Regions from separate parts of the Zea mays genome. Here regions 2 and 3 are each linked to region 1. The links are chromatin contacts, called in public Hi-C maps. All regions are on one chromosome and are shown on one strand. Each heading gives the region's core, a stretch centred on a gene start, on an enhancer-like site or on the middle of the called end of the contact. The rest is flanking DNA. Distances are from core to core; before and after follow the strand shown.

What was found. Hi-C and Micro-C count contacts between places; a contact is called where the count stands out from the background.
Region 2: a Hi-C map of leaf shows a contact between it and region 1, with 4 times the contacts expected there. The contact joins the promoter of LOC100281255 here to the promoter of LOC103633148 in region 1. A contact is called at or near these places in 13 of 25 Hi-C or Micro-C datasets (bundle sheath, ear, endosperm and 4 more).
Region 3: a contact with region 1 is called in a Hi-C map of leaf, with 5 times the contacts expected there. The contact joins the promoter of LOC100193486 here to the promoter of LOC103633148 in region 1. A contact is called at or near these places in 8 of 25 Hi-C or Micro-C datasets (bundle sheath, ear, leaf and 1 more) and 2 of 3 datasets of contacts at active chromatin or transcription factors (leaf and seedling).

The regions. Positions count from the first base shown.
Region 1 is chr1:29,681,955-29,685,572 of Zm-B73-REFERENCE-NAM-5.0, reverse strand. It overlaps LOC103633148 (probable inactive poly [ADP-ribose] polymerase SRO3), which reads left to right and starts at 2,035. Exons shown (of 4, transcript XM_008654828.4): 1 at 2,035-3,158. The coding sequence starts at 2,347.
Region 2 is chr1:29,508,514-29,512,131 of Zm-B73-REFERENCE-NAM-5.0, reverse strand. LOC100281255 (branched-chain-amino-acid aminotransferase) reads left to right here and starts at 1,695. Exons shown (of 8, transcript NM_001154174.2): 1 at 1,695-2,092; 2 at 2,361-2,449; 3 at 2,592-2,775; 4 at 2,966-3,145; 5 at 3,240-3,371; 6 at 3,452-3,550. The coding sequence starts at 1,982.
Region 3 is chr1:29,553,015-29,556,632 of Zm-B73-REFERENCE-NAM-5.0, reverse strand. It overlaps LOC100193486, which reads left to right and starts at 2,039. Exons shown (of 3, transcript NM_001138601.2): 1 at 2,039-2,658; 2 at 3,089-3,168; 3 at 3,402-3,618. The coding sequence starts at 2,221.

The sequences.
Region 1 (3,618 bases), core at 786-3,285:
GCGCGTGGACTGGACGGTTGATCGAGAGTTCGAGACTGAGAGGATCGCGCGGTCGGTTTGCAGTGGACTTGTTGTTAAACAACTACCCTAGCTAGGTCGCCGACGGCCGACCTGGGATTTCATCCAGTTTCCGCCGTACAAAACTGAAGGGTGCTCCGCTGGTATATCCCCCTCCGCCCCGCCCCCTGATTTGTGCCTTGCGTAGTGTACGGTGTACCACGCGCGTTGACGCGCCAAGTTTTTGCTTCCTTTTCCTTTAATAAAAAAAAAATGAAGGGATCGAGTGTAGAAGCAAGCAGGGCTTGCGTCACGAGGTCTCCAAAATATCCCACGGCGAATGGATAGAACGAACCCGATAAGAATAGCAACAAATATGAAATATCTGCTTGCCGCGCCATGCAGCCTCCCGAGAGGCTGGAACACTGCACGCTAGCCGCGCCCGCGCAGGTAGGTGGTGGATCGTGGATGGAAATGGAACACGGGAGATGCACACCTTGCAGGGCTCGTTCCCAGGATTGGTCGCGGCCTCATCGCAATCAGCTACGGCCGGATCGAGTATGCAGCTCAGTTTTCCGTGGTACTACTCCTAGCACTCCCAACTTGCAGGTGGGCGAGGAAGAAAAAAGCAAGTTAATAATCGTTTTCATTGATGATAAGGCAGGCAGCCGGCAACAAGTTGATGACCATCGCTCACATGTGCTGGGCCACGATAACGAGGCATTAGTACAACTGGTACGCACGCGACCAGAAGCTCGCCGATGAAATAGCTTGACCACCACGGAGCAGAGCTAGCAAATTCGTATCCAAGTACTCCTACTCAGAGAGAGAGGGGCAACGCGAGGGCACAAGGTCAGCTTCTGCTCTACCAGGCACTGACCGCGGCGCGGCGGCGCCCCACGGAAGCCTCGTCACATGGATGTGCTTGCGTCTCAAGAAGCAGTCGCGCGGCGCGGAGAGCCTTCCGCGTCAAGGAAAAACTGCCCAGGCGCTCGTGGTGGCGTCTGGCTGCAGGGGATCCGGAGTGAAAGGAGCGCGCCGTTTCGTGCGACGAACCCAAACCCAAACCCAAACCTGACATGCAAGCAAACACGGCCGCAGGGCCGCTCAACTGATCAGTCTCAGGCCAGCCAGGGCAAATCCGGTACTGCCAGGTCATGTCACAGGCGGTTGGAGTACAACGCCCGGAATGTTTTCGTACGGATGGATATGTGACTATGTGAGTGCCTGGAAATCCAAATTATCTGAGCTTGTATTCACTGGAAATGCTAATATAGATATCCATTTAAACCATTTAAAACTTATTTTTACCACTAATTACTAATTACAAAATGATTTTAATATTGATACAAGAAAAATGATATACACCATTCAAAATATTTTTTAAAAAAATACCAAATAAATAATCATATCTTTATCTATATCTCTACTACTATAAGTATCAATTTTAATGGTCGTCCTCGCATGCATTTATTCGAAATCAACCGACAGTTCCACCGTCTTGCGTCACGTGCGAAGCCTGTCTTTTGCATGTGCAACCAACCATACAACCGCCTTGTACGCTGATATTTTATCGAATATATTATCACATATTAGCAAGATCAAATGACTAATGGATAAACAATTTGTTAACTCTCCCACTAACAATTATTCAACTTATTAGCAAGCCTGTTTGGAGTTCAAGATGATAAAACTAGCCGACAAATTATTTGCCGGATGGATCCAAACAAACCCTAAAACTAATTACAAAGGCAAGACAAATCTATTAAATCCAATTAGTCAATGATTTACCCGTATAATGCTATAATAAACATTAATTATAAATTAGTTAGATTTAATAAATCTGTCTCTATTTAATCTTCACAAATATAACTATTTTTTATAATTAAATTATATTTAATATTTGTAATTGATATCTAAACATTAGATACGGTACATACTAAAATTTAATCGAGAAAACCAAAGACCACCGGTAACATCCGTGTTCACATCATGCAAAACTGCTCCACACAGCAGATCTTCCGGCAAAACGGTTGCGAGGCTAAACTGGACATTTCTAGACTTCTCTACCAAGTCATATCTCATATCCCCCGAAACAGTCAGGGGCTGAGGGAGGCGCCGCCTGGGTGGAGTGGAGAGCTGGAGGCAGATCGAAATAAAGAGCACCTTCCGAACCGACGTCCTCGCCAACGTCGTCTCAAACGTGCCCCTCACGAGACCGTCCTCCAAAATCCTGAAACCTATATAATTCCCGCTCCATCACCGGCCGGACGCCTGATCCGAGCCCCTGAGTCCTGATAGTACACGACAGGCACCGCAGCAGACCGGCCGGACTCGGCGCCAAGCGCGATGGATTTGTCATCCGACGACGTGAAGGCGGCGAACATGCGGCCTGCGGTTGCTGCTGCCGACGGCACGTCGACGCTTCTGCGGGGTTGGCGGGAGTTCATGCGGAGCGGCGCGCCGGCGAGGTTCCTCTGTTATGAGGACGGCAAGTGGATCGGTATCACCGGAGAGGCGGTGCCGCAGCTGCGCCAGGCGTTCCAGGAGAGGAGGGCGATGGCCGATGCTTCGTACGGGGGCAAGGCGTACCTGTTCGACTTCCTCCGCATGATCAGGATCGACGAGGTCACCGGCGAGGAGACCGGGCTGGCGTGGATCGACGACCGCGGGGACTGCTTCTTCCCGGCGCCCGACTGCGGAGGGAGGAAGCGCAAGAGGGACGACGAGCCGGCGGAGGACGAGGCCGAGTCATCCTCGGGCGTGGACGTGCGCTCAGGGGAGAGACACGGCGTGGACGCCAAGAAGATGAAGGCATGGGAGAACGCGGCGGTGAGGCTCGAGGAGAACGACATGTACTACCAGGTCGTCAGCAAGCTATTCCTCAGCTATGGGATGGCGCAACGCGGCGCGGCGATCACGGAGGTGCGCAAGATCGCGCCCGGCGCGAGGACCGTGGCGTTCCGGGAACAGGGGCAGCGCCTCGCCTACGCGCGCTGCACAGCCACCGGCACCGCCAAGTTCGCATGGTACGGCGCCTCGGAGGACGACGTGGCCGCCGTCGTCGAGCGAGGATTCGTGAGGAACAACGCGCCAAGGCTGGGCGCGCGCAAGCACGGCGACGGCGTTCATCTTTCGCCGGCGCAGTGCCCTTACACGAGGTGAGTTCTGAGCTGGTTTTGGCATTCCGATTCAGATAAATCTGGACTTCGCAATTTTGATCGATCCCGAGCTGAGTTGTAGTATAATTTGCCTAGTTGCCAAGATTCCCATTTCTTTTACTTGCATATATATATATATGAAGCTGCATCGATTTTGCCGGGTGAATTTGTAAGAATCTTGCACATAGTTCCTCTTCTATCTAGCCCGCTGATTGGTAAATATATCAAACTAGAGCGAAGTTCATAGTCTTTTTGCCATATATTCCTGTTGTTTTTATTTGGGATTATAATCTGCTCAGATCTTAAACCCTAAACAAACATGCCCTAGATGTGTTTATTTCATAAGTTAGATTATGGTGAAAAAGTAAGAGAGTAAAATATTTGTTTATGACTACGAATAAAATAAAATAAGTTAGTATTTGATAGTTTATTTTAACTTATTTATGATACCAAAATAATA
Region 2 (3,618 bases), core at 446-2,945, 170 kb after region 1:
CAAGCCAAAACGTATCCCTCTCATCATATTAATTAATGTTGGTAAACCTTCCTAAAACGCGATTCCATTTTTGTTTTTAATTTCCTATCAACGCCCTTCTAAATCAAACACTAAGGAAAAATTACTAAGAGTAGTATGCTTTTCCACTTTTGTATTAGGCGCAGCTGTGTAGTATGCTTTTGGCGAATAATATTAAAAAAGATTTGGATTTTCAGCTTTAGCGGATGTCTTCCATGTCCATTGCTTGTTCAATGCCATGGTCTAAAAATAAGATTGTATCATTCACATATTAGAATCAAGAGATCATCGTAGTCCAATTATATATATTGTCAATTGTTTTAAGTATATTTTAGGTGCTTCGACAATGAATTACCAGAGAGGAGGGAAGAAGAGACCTGAAAGCTTGATCGGTACGTTTGTGAAGGAAAAGACAATGAATGCCCCTCATAGGATTTTGTAGTCTATGTGTATAGAACTCTGAGCATGTTTGTAATACAAATTTATACTCCAATTTATCACTATAAATAGAGCTACAGTGTCATACGTACGGACACTTTAGGCCCCGTTCGGTTTATAGGAATTGGAGCTCAGGATTGATTACTGGCCGGATTACTTCTCTAATTTATATAGATTTCGATGAGTTGGAATGAATCCAGGTTTATTCCGGTAGAAGCGAACGGGCCCTTAGAGTGATCCGGATTGCTCTGCCTTCAAGCCGTGACTTCCTTACCTAAGCGGATGGATGGTAGGGAGTATCTGACGCATATCCACGTCGATACATATCATCGACTCAGAAGATGGTTCGTTCTATGGATCACCGACGGCATGGTCAGCTGGTACGGTCCCGCCCATTCAATAATGGTCACGCCTATCTAGGCGTCCGCACTCTGCAGATCAGGACTTTTTGGGCACTCGTCGTCCCTTTTGCACCTACACCTGCCTAAAATAGTAAAATTGATATATGTATAATATACCAACATACCCCCACCACCACCAGATATGGCAGCAAGTCATGGGCTCTCCAAGGACCATGCATGCATGCAGATAACTACTACTCATCACTAGATAAGACAGCGTGAAGAAAAACACAAGAGCTGAAAGAGGAGTACTGGTTGGTGAGGCAACCAAGGTAGCTAGCTCATGTGAAGCAGAGCGCCAGGAGAAAAGGAGACGGAGTACAAGCAAATTTGGACACCTGCACGCTCGGCTGCGACGACGTCTAGTGGAAGCGAAAGCAGCTAGCAGCTGACATGAGCTCCATCGATCTCAACCCTGCCCTGATCAGTGATCAATGAACACTTCCCCGTTGCATGAGCCGTTGCCATCGACGACGGCTACACGTGGCGGAACCGTACGACGCCTTCCTAGTTTCCCGGCCGGCGAGCTCCGACCCTCACGCGTGCAGAGACGCAAGCGAGCCGGCCAGCGCTAGGTCAGTTGGCTCTGTCTCAAGGCAAGCTGTATACCCGAGACGATCTTTTATCATGCATGACCCCCCCCCCCCCCCCCCCCCCCTGACGCAATCGGACGCTGCAATTTGCACGCTCCGTGCCAATAGCTGCAAACCCAAGTTCTATCGCTTTCTGCAGGACTAGCTGTAGCAGCAGTGGACGAATACACAGCGCCGGAAACGAGCGTTCGCCGCCAGGCTATCCGCCGCTTGCATAAGTACAGCCCACTCCGACTCCGTATGGGACACATGGGCGGGTGCGTGGTGCACTGGTGCTTCCATCGAACTGTGCTCGTTTGATTAATTTGCCCTCCTCTTCCTTCCCTCCAGCTAACCCATCAGCCATTGGTAGGTAGCCCGTGAACGAAGGTTGCAACCATAACTCTTCTCTTCCCACGAGAGAGAGAGAGAGAGAGAGAGAGAGAGAGAGAGAGAGAGAGAGAGAGCTTGACCGAAATCCACATACCGTGTATAGCTAGTGGTAGCAGTGCAGCCGGCCGGGGTCTAAAGAAGGGGGACCGTACGTACTGCATGGCCGCGTTGACATCTGCGAAGGGCGCTCTCCTTCCGTCGTGGGCTCGCAGCAGCAGCAGCGGCCATGGCGGCGACTTGTGGAGGGTCCTGGGGAAGGCGTTGGCTACGGTGCGTGCGCGATTCTCGCCGTGTGTAGTGTGTGCCTGTGCGCACCGTTCACATCACATCCCAATCCCATGCGTTAACCTCTCGCCGTGTGGAAGCTGGACTGTGCGGCCCGCTTTTACTCGTTTCCGTAACCGATCGTTTCTTCTTAATTCGGCCGTGGCCGCCGCCGCGTCCAGGACGATCGATGCCTCTCCCCGCCGCGATGAGATCATCCATGCTCAGAGGTCGGTGTAACCTCTTCCTCCCTTTCGCTGCTCGCTGTTCGCAGGCCGGAGGAGGAGGCGGCGGCGGATGCTCCCTTCTGCTCCCGCGCCGGTGGCAGTCGTCGCTGCCGCAGCTGGACCACGTCGCCGACAGGTGAGCCTCAGTGACAGACAGTACGCCCGGCCGCAGATCCCGATCGGGCATTCTCCGACCGACTCCCCCATTGTTTCGCCATCTTTTAAGTCTGCCGGCCGCAACGTGCATCATGCAGCATGCGTGTGAACGTACTACGCAGGTCCAACGAGGAGAGCGGCGGCGAGATCGACTGGGACAACCTCGGCTTCGGCCTCACCCCGACCGACTACATGTACGTCACGCGGTGCTCGCCGGAGGACCGCGGCGACTTCCCCCGCGGCGAGCTCTGCCGCTACGGCAACATCGAGCTCAGCCCCTCCTCCGGCGTTCTAAACTACGCCCAGGTTCGTTCTCGTCCTCGTTCCGTTCCGTCTTCTCTCTAGTAATTAAACTACTGTATATCGACGACGGTGACGAAACGAAACACCCTGGACGACGCCGACGTTAATTGAATATTATCTTAGTAGTAGTTAACAAATTATTGGCACGCATGCCTGGCTGCTACTGCGACCAACCGCCGCCCGCTCCCTGCAGGGCCTGTTCGAGGGAATGAAGGCGTACCGGCGGCCGGACCGGGCCGGGTACACGCTGTTCCGGCCGGAGGAGAACGCGCGGCGGATGCAGCGCGGCGCCGAGCGCATGTGCATGCCGGCGCCGTCGGTGGAGCAGTTCGTCCACGCCGTCAGGCAGACAGTCCTCGCCAACAGGCGCTGGGTACGTGCGTACGTTCCGCTGTTTGCCCGCCCCGCCCCAGCCACGCGCCGGCGCCGACCAGCGATCACTTGCGTGCCATGCGTTCCGTTTGCAGGTGCCGCCGCAGGGGAAGGGAGCCCTGTACCTCCGGCCTCTGCTCGTGGGGAGCGGCCCGATCCTTGGGCTGGCTCCGGCCCCCGAGTACACCTTCCTCATCTACGCCGCACCCGTTGGGAACTACTTCAAGGTCAGTTAGTTTCCACTGCCACACCGGTTCCGTTCCTGCTGAACAGAGAACGAGACGCGACCTTGATTTTTTTTTTTCAGGAGGGCCTGGCGCCCATCAACCTGGTGGTGCATGACGAGTTCCACCGCGCGATGCCCGGCGGCACCGGCGGGGTCAAGACCATCGCCAACTACGCGCCGGTACGTCCCGTCCGTCCGTCCGGGACAAATCTATACTATCGCCCGACGACGCGCTCTGACGGGGCTGC
Region 3 (3,618 bases), core at 790-3,289, 130 kb after region 1:
GCTTCCCTTCTCTCCCAGATTCATAGTCTGGTTATCTGGTGCAACCTCAAGCATTTTTTAGCCACGTGTATGTTACAGGTGAACGGCAGAAGTGTTGATCTGGATAAAGGAAAAGCCACGAATGAGTTGGTGTGTTACACAGCAGAGAATCCATTTCATGTAAGGCTTATTGGTCCCAACCGGAGGCCAGAAATGGAGGCACGCTTTGCTCGGAAGAGAGTCAAGTTCCCACTGCAAAATGCAGGCAAAGATGGTGAGTCCTCCCTGGCACAACATGAGTGTCCCAACAAGCCGTTGCGTAAAAATGGCAAGATTACAGTCACGACAGCAACCAAGCTGATGCCAGATGGGAAACGAAGGCGAAGGTCATCTGCTCACCTAATGCAGCCGATCAATCTGGAATCCAGCGGATGAACGCCAGTGCACACTGATTCTTCTAATTATTGTAACGTCAGTGGAGGCTTCATGGGCAGGATGATCCTGTAAGTTATGACATAGGCGTAGCTAGCGGGTGTATATGTACAGTTCAACTGTAATGCTGACAGGGCAAGATTTATTCGACGGAATTGCCCTTTTATAGCATTTGCCATTGTTAGATTCATTTCTAATCCAATAAACTAACACGACGCCAAGTTTGTTGTAAACTGGTGCCTAGCTGTATCGATGCCTTCCGCAATTTGAGATTTATATATTACACAAAAAAAAAACTATTTCAGAAAATCCATTTATGTAAGTTCATGAATAGGATGATACTGGGTGACATTTTCACTCGTTTTTCTGTTTGGTACTGGTATGTGATACTAACAAGAGCTGATGATTTGTTAGAACATAAAAGGCAGTTAATCCAAGACATGTGAGGACGTTTAAGGTTTGGGGTTAACTCAGCGACTTCACTCTTATGTCTAATCCAATACATCAAGCCGATGATTCTCACACCTACCACACAAAACAATCACAAACCAACTGCAGCAACAGAACTTAGAAGATCCTGGTTACCTAGGAAGGTTTTCGACAAACCAACTCCAGTTACATGAAAACCTTCTTAGACTAAATTATTGTACAACAAAACGTCAGATTAGCCTTTCTAGCTATGCTGCCGACGCGTTAAGTACCACTGGTGAGGATATGATAGAGTGTGGCGGCCTCCCGAAGCCGCCGCAGGTTGGTCGAGTCAATTGGAATTGTGCCCAGTTGATAGTTTTAGTTGATCCAATTCTCATGTCTACAGAACATTCGACTAGCAAAAGACCCAGTGATCTATCAAAATATTTAATTGTTTTACTAAGTCATATGATCAATAACACTTACAAATACATCTGGATGTGAATAATTTGTAGGTATCATTGGAATTCAATCTTCAGTTTGACAAATAACGGCTTAGTAGCACCAGAAAAAGAGGGGGTTATGATTCCACAGTCTGTGTAGTGTGCTGGTTCAGGGACATGGAACCACCATGCGGTTGCTCTGGACAGTTTGAAGACTAAATATCTCCAGTCATGTATATAATAATCTTACAGTCACTGAGAGGAATCACCACATGGATTTTACATATCATAGTGATATTTGTCGTTCCGTTTATATATTTCATACAAATTTTTTACTTCCGTCGCAACGCACGGGCACTCAGCATTGTATTCACGCCGCCCGTTGCCAGGGCTCTAAGTCCATTGGAGGCTCGCAATTTATGTTTCGTGGCATCGCACGGGCACCTACCTAGTTAGAGAAATAAGTGACATGCTTCCTTCATATTTAAATAAATTAAATATTCTAGTTAATCAATATAAAGATCTTAAAGATAAATTCAATGAACGCTACAATAAATACTGGTGCATGGACGACGGTGTCACCGAAAACAGCCTGCTTGCGGTTTACTCTTCCGTTTACATTTAAACTCTCCTGTGCAGCAAGTGTCAAAGCGTGGGCTCGCGTACGTACGTGCACGTGATGTGCGCGTGCATCCGCGCGCTTGTCCGTTGCCGGCTCCGCTCCTCCTCAAATATTCTCGCCTGCCCTCCTCATTTCCTCCTCAACCATTTCATTCCTTCCTTCCTTCCCCTCGCTCGCCTTCCTGGCTTCTTCCTCCCCAGCACGCACACGCACACGCACACACCCAGCCTTTTGGCTGCCCTGCCGGCCGTCAGAGAGAGAAACCGAGCTCTAACTAACTGAAGTGGCGGCCACATAGCTAGCTACTCTTCTGATCCTGAGCGCGCACGCGCCATGGCTCAGGAGGACGTGCACCTGGACGACGCAGGCCTCGCGCTGGGCCTGTCCCTCGGCAGCGGCAGCGGCGGCGCCTCTGGTGCGGCGCGCCACGGTGGTATCAGCCGCCGGCTGAGCAGGGAGGTGCGGCTGCCGTCGCCGCACCCGCTGGAGCCGTCGCTGACGCTGAGCTTGCCGGACGAAGCGACCGCGACCGGGTCCGGCGGGGGCGGGGCCGCGCACAGCGTGTCGTCGCTGTCAGTGGCGGGCGTGAAGAGGGAGCGCGTGGATGACGCCGAGGGAGAGCGGGCGTCGTCTACGGCCGCGTTGCCGCGGGCCTGCGCCGGCGCCGAGGACGACGACGACGACGGGAGCACGCGGAAGAAGCTGAGGCTGACCAAGGAGCAGTCCGCGCTCCTGGAGGACCGCTTCAAGGAGCACAGCACCCTGAACCCGGTACGTAGTACTGTACCCCTGCGTGCGCGACACGTTGGGCGTGACTCACTGACTCCGATCGATTGATGACTGGTTGCTTCGCTGCTTGCTACGCACCAGCACCACAAAACGGCTGCGGCTCCGGCTGCACTTGCCTTGCCTAGTACTACACCTCGATGAATTACTAGTCGACACTGGCTGCGTACATGGCTGATTATTACTACAGCCACACACATATATATTGTACAGTATATGGTACTCGTTATCTCTTTCCCCCCCCCCCCCCCCCCCCCCCCACATATATTTGTATTTTAATATGCCTCAAAATAAGTACAGATATTATTCATCGTTTTTCCACCCCTATCGAGAACGAGAATTCGAGACGAGTTGTGTTTCTGAACGTCCTCCTTTTGCTTTCTGTTGGGGTGTCCTTTTGGCTTGGAGCGAGCAGAAGCAGAAAGTCGCGTTGGCGAAGCAACTGAAGCTGAGGCCACGGCAGGTGGAGGTGTGGTTCCAAAACAGGCGAGCAAGGTTAGTATTAACCAGGCGACACGCACGGACACCGGCCCATGGCATCCGAAGGCGTTGTTGTCGTTTTTTTTTCAATAATATTGCCATGCATGCACACGCAAATAATAAACCAGCAGCGAGCCCACAGAAGCAGATACGACATGCATGCTAATTGCTATGCTTGGGTTTTGTTTAGGACTAATTAAGCTCTGACGGCTGATCGACATATTAACGTGGTTTAGCCGCGCGCGCAGGACGAAGCTGAAGCAGACGGAGGTGGACTGCGAGCTGCTGAAGCGCTGCTGCGAGTCGCTGACGGAGGAGAACCGGCGGCTGCAGCGGGAGCTGCAGGAGCTCCGCGCGCTCAAGTTCGCCCCACACCCACAGGCGCCGCCGTCGTCCGCGACGCAGGCCGGCGCGGCGGCGGGCGTCGTTCCGGCGCCGCCGCCGCCGTTGTACATGCAGATGCAG